Regions from separate parts of the Mustela erminea genome. Here region 1 is linked to region 2. The links are chromatin contacts, called in public Hi-C maps. All regions are on one chromosome and are shown on one strand. The core of a region is the stretch at or near the end of the contact, and the rest is flanking DNA. Distances in the headings are between cores, read along the strand shown.

The links. A called contact is a pair of places that touch in the nucleus more often than the background predicts.
Region 1: a Hi-C map of fibroblasts shows a contact between it and region 2, with 6 times the contacts expected there. The contact joins the enhancer-like site here to the promoter of KCNC1 in region 2. A contact is called at or near these places in 3 of 3 Hi-C or Micro-C datasets (fibroblasts, skeletal muscle and spleen).

Annotation. Positions count from the first base shown.
Region 1 is chr9:72,027,638-72,030,338 of mMusErm1.Pri, forward strand. All of the region lies in intron 7 of SERGEF (secretion-regulating guanine nucleotide exchange factor), which reads right to left. Among named protein-coding and RNA genes, the nearest start is that of SERGEF, 39 kb to the right of the region's middle. Within about 2 kb of position 1,389, the one cell type or tissue checked has open chromatin away from gene starts, as enhancers often do. A contact at or near this core is called in fibroblasts, where this site is marked.
Region 2 is chr9:71,797,091-71,799,790 of mMusErm1.Pri, forward strand. It overlaps KCNC1 (potassium voltage-gated channel subfamily C member 1), which reads left to right and starts at 1,275. Exons shown (of 4, transcript XM_032356890.1): 1 at 1,275-2,700. The coding sequence starts at 2,554.

The DNA of each region.
Region 1 (2,701 bases), core at 139-2,638, 230 kb after region 2:
GAGCCCTGGCTTTCAGGGGGCTGCTCTGGTGGGATGCCTGGTTGAGCCCTGGCTCTCAGGGGGCTGCTCTAGTGGGATGCTTGGGTTCCCTGTTCCTCCAAGGATCTGGGCACAAACCAGGCTGATGGTCATCCCCAGGACTTGCTTGGTGTCTGGAGAAAACTCTCTGGGGGAGGCTGGGGGTCGTGCAGATGTTTCCCAGCTCACACCACATTCAAACTCCAGAGTTTTTTCGCACACTTTTAGACTCTTATTAATAACATTTTAAAATGCAGATTGCTGCCTAATCTTAGCTGCGTAATTAAAAAAATAATCTTGCTTCTCTCCCTCCCAGCGAGAAAGGAAACTATACCCCAGGGCTTCTGCAGCTAAGAAATCACGCCCTGCAGAAGAGCTGGTAGGAGGCTCAAGTAGAGATGGGGGCAGGGGAAGGGGGGGTGGAGGTGAAGCCAAGAAGCGAGTCTAATCCCTTGACTTTACAGAAAATGAAAAGGAGGCTGAAGGAGAGGAGTGATCTGCCCAAGGACACACAAAATGTTCTAGCAGAGCCAGAATCAGAATCCCACTTTCCTGCTTCCCAGCAGACTCTGTACTGTCTCCTAGAGCAAGGAAAGAAGAAGACAGCCTATAAGTTCTTAGAGGGTAGGAATAATACCTATGTCCTCACGCCATGAGCACTGTTCATCTGGAGAAGAAGCTACAGGTTTCAGATGTTCAAGATGGTCATGGGAACAAAGTTCAAATTCTTTACATTCGTGACAGACTCACTCACAGCAGGAAGGGACCTCAGAACACTCTAATCCAATCATCCACCCGCTTCTGGCTGGGAAAAGTGAGGCCCAGTAAGGAAATTGACTTACTCACCCAGGGTAAATAGTGAGCTAGAAGCAAAGCAAGACTAGGGTTAGGGTTATGGTTCTAAGCCAGGTCACCCTGACTTCTACTCCATCCTGTCTACAGCTTCTGAGAAAAGTACCTGTCAGCCTCTCACAGGTCCCACTCCTAGCTGCATCAGCTAAAGCTTTCTAGGCTCCTTGGCAGAGAAGAAGAGACATGGGTGAGGCCCTGCCTTTCTCACAGGGATGGCTTTTCGGGAGGCCCAGGGGCTGGGGGACAGAAAGATACACATCCCTACCCCATCTCCCCGGGGTTCCTTTCCTCCCTACCTAGAGCTGCCGCCCTCACCCTGGACTCCACCTCCAGTCACTGTCCATTACAAAAGGTCAGCAGCAGCTCCCATCTCAGTGAAGTTACTAAAAAAGAATTGGAAAAAATGGCCAGGCAGTGCACCCAGCTGTTGGCGAGGCCTCGTTTTCTGCTGCTGCTGATGACTCACAATGCCCAAGCTGGAGGCTGGAGCTGGGAATGAGACCTGAGAGGCTGGTTTGCCGAGGAAAGCCGCAGTTCCCAAGCACGCCAGCCTGCAGAGAGGAACGCTCCAGGCCAGTGATGTCCCAGCCCATGGCCGCAGGAACACAGCTCCCCCTGCAGACAACCCCGAGGCCCTGCAGGAGCAGGACCACAGCCAAACCACAAACTGGGACGTAAGGCCCGCAAAGCTCACGGAGGTGCTAGAGCTGTTATGAAGAAGCGAGGGCTCCAGCTCCGAAGCCGCAAGAGATCCTATGACTGACCCCCCAGAAACACTACTCGTACTTCACAGAGAAACTGGCTTTCAGTTCATGAGGCCCAGATTCACATCTTCAAACAGGGGAGACGAAGATTGCTGCCACTCTTTCAGGGGGCACATAATTCACCAGGCTCAGGAGCAAGGAGGGGAGGGAGCCTATCCTAGGATGCCAGTGCATGCCCGACCAGTGAGAATGTCTTAGGACACAACTTAGACTGGTGCCTCTCAAATTTCCTCCAACCCCACCCCTGGGAATCTCTCCCAGGTTCTTTGTGACAGGTGTCCTAACAGGGCTGCATTCGCAAATAGGGAAGCACTCTCCCACCCCCCACATGCGAGGACCCATCAAGGGCAAGAACTGAGCAGCAGGACAAGGTCAGGAGAGGCCTTGGAGGTGAAGCCCACTTCACAATGGCTTGGAGACTTGCCACCTGCATCAAGCAGTGTCAGAAATGTGCATCACCACAGGAGGCCACTGAGGAGAACTCAGTATGATCAAGCACCCACCAGGAAAGGAAAGATATCAGGAGACTCGGGGGCCAGCAATTTCAGTGAAAGGGGTTGGGGGAGGCTTGAAGTCCAAGTCCACGGTCAAGGCTGATATGTGTGCCAAACACTGCAGTTACATTCAAGTTGCTCATCTGGAAGTGCATGGCCTCCTAAGTGTGAAGGTCCGCCAGGCCAGATCCATGGTGGGACAGTCTGTCCTTCCTTCCCTTCCACATCTGCTCATCTCCCTCCCACTCTGCTCCCTGTTCCCATCTGTCCCTCAGGCACCAGAAGAAACACCCTTTACCAGCACCCCACCTGCCAAGAAACTCTTAAGTCACCAGTGCGGCCTCCTGGGAAAAGCGGACACCGTTTAAGTCTCCCTCCAGTGATTCACCTCTAGCCACGCCAGACACGAGCAGGAGCCAAAGCTACAGTGCCTTCCCTGGAGAGGCTGACTTTTCCATGGCCAGGGACTGCGAAAGGCATCTGCTACACGGGATTTTTCATTTCATAGGATCAGTTCCAACCAAATCAGCAGAGCACTGTTACTATGGACCATCTGCCAGGACCCGGAAACAG
Region 2 (2,700 bases), core at 25-2,524:
TGGCCAAGTGAGGAGAGAGATGTCTAAGGCACAGCTTTGTCCTCAGGCTCATAGCTGTGTCTGTAGGTCAGTGTAGAGGGACAGCTGTCTGCACAGTTAGCAAGTGCCTACAGGTAAATAAGAGCCTCCTGTCTTCTTAATTAAATCGCCCTTTGCCCAGGCAGCCCTGTGTTCGATTGGGCTGGGCTGGGATCAATAAGCTTCTTTCCTGGTGCGGCCAACCCTGGAGCTGGGCCTGACCTCCCCAGCCCTGCTCAGGCCCTCCTGCCTTCTTCCCCCAAAAGCCTGAGAGCCCTGGGAGGGCAAGGTGTCTTGTACTCGTGTGCCTGGGACAGAGTATGGAACAAGAAAGGAGTAAAAGTGATTGAGTAAACTGAGGCACTGGCAGCAAACATGGGCCAGAAAGGCTTGGAGGCCTACACTGTAATCCCCATCCCCAAGATCAACTGTGAAGCTGTGGGAATCATAGCAGGAGCTGCTCCCATCCAGCTCCCCGCCCCAACAACAGCTTACAGCCCAGGGAGGCTGAAGCCCAGTTGGGAGAGAGGGATGTCAGTGTTCAGGACCACTAGGAGCAGTTGCTCCTTTTGACCTCTAAAGGCTGAATACCCCTTTCATAGGCGATCCCCACCTAGGGATCCAGAGCTAATGTAGGAGGATCTGTGAGCTGGAATCAGTATGGCAGAGCCTGTGGCCCTCAATGGGAGACTAGGGTCAGCCTGGAGTTGTGAAGGGCCCAAGGTGAGTAAGGGGTGGAGAGGCAATCACAAGGTTTCAGGCTTATTGGGTTGTTACGAGGGCTTAGAGGATAGCGTTCGTTGTGTGTTGTGTGTTTGAAGGATGTTATTTTGGAGTCCATTCAAGAGGAACCTCTGACAGGATCACGGGGGCACCAGGTTCTGCAGAAAAGGTCGGTAGTAAAGGTTGCTTGGAGCCGCCCATACTGGTTCAGGTCAAGGCGTCTCTGATAGCGGTCGGGGTCGTCACATTTCACTAGGAGATCGGAAAGTCCCTTGTTTGGAAGGACAGGGACGGGTTTGTAACCGACGCCCTTGTAACCTCAGTCTGACCCGGGGGACGCAGGCCTTAGACGTCTCCCGAAGCCCCCGCCCATCGAGTGGCGTTTCCCCAGGGCGGAGCGTCGGCGGGTCCCCCGGGAGAGCAGGATCCACGCGGGGCTGGCGCCCCCAGCGCCGGGGTTGAGGGAGGCCGGCTCCGCGCCGGGCTGGGAGGGGGGCGCGGAATCGGGGCTTTTTAGGACCCAGCGCGGCGCCTCCCTCCGGGGGCGAGTGCGGCTGCGCGCGCCGTGTGCTTGTGTCCGGAGAGCGGCGGGCTGGACGCGGACCGCGCGAGCGAGCAAGCGAGCAAGCGAGCAAGCGAGCCTAGCAGCAGCCCGGGCGGCAGCAGCGTCGCGGCGGCGGCGGCCGCTCCGCGCCTCGCCTCCCCGGCCTCGCCGGCTTAGCCGGCCTCGCCTCGCCGCGCCTGGACCCGCCACCCCCGCCTCCCGGTCGCGACCGCCGCAGCCCCCTCGCCTTGACCGGCACCTTCAGCCGCCTTCCCGAAGCCGGGCGCGAAGCGCCGGGCGCAGAGGCACCGGAGCCAGTGCCCACCGGCCTCGCAGACAGAGCCCAGCCCGGAGAACCCGTGCCCGGCCGCGCGCAGCTCCGCTACAGCCCGGGAGCTGTCCCTTCAGCACCGCCGCCGGAGCCAGAGCTTAGCCCCGCGGAAGCCCAGCTCGAGGCGGAGCGCGCACCGGGCACAGCGCTCCGCGGTCGCCGCACCGAGCAGCGCCCCAGGTGCCCCTGCCCAGGGGGCCCGCCATCTCCTCCAAGAGGCGGGGAGAAGGAGCGAGGAGGGCGGGCGGGCAGGCAGGCGCGCCCGCCGCCGGGGGGAGCAGGCAGCCAGGCAAGGAGAGAGGGAGGGGGCCGGAACCTGCCCTGCGCCCCGAGCTGCAGCCCGGCCACGCAGGGAAGAAGGCAGCGGTCATCCATCTCCCCAGCGCCGAGAGCGCGCTGCGGCGACCACCGCACAGCCGAGCGCGAATTTCCCGGCCCCCTCTCCTCCCCTCCCCCTTCCGGGGGCTGATCTATCTGTCCGGCCTTTGGAGCAGCTGACCTTCCCCCAAAAAAGCTTTGTGTCAATTTCTTCATTTTCCCGCTGAGATGGGGACCGGAGCCCGGCCCCCGAACCCTCTTTTCCCTCCTCCCGGGGCTCGCCGCTGAGCGCCGTCCCTCTTCCTCCCTTCCTCCCTCCCTTTCTTCCTCCCTTCTTTCCTCCTCTGCCTCCTCCGCAGCCGGACCAGCTCCCTCCCCACATCTGGCGCCTAGAGACCCCTGGGATCCCGCGCACACTCCCTCGGACCAGCACCCGACAGAAAGCGCCCCGAGGGGCTTGGGTCGCTCTTGGGGTGGCCAGAGCCACCATCCTCTGTACCCCCCGACGGCTGGGGGGAGGGGGGAGGAGGCCCCGCGCCCCCCTCCCCGGCGCCAACTCCCCCTGGCGGCCGCTCCCATGGGTGTCGCTGGGCCGCGCCATGCCTAAGGGGGCGCCGCGATGGGCCAAGGGGACGAAAGCGAGCGCATCGTGATCAACGTGGGCGGCACGCGCCACCAGACGTACCGCTCGACGCTGCGCACGCTGCCCGGCACGCGGCTCGCCTGGCTGGCGGAGCCCGACGCCCACAGCCATTTCGACTATGAC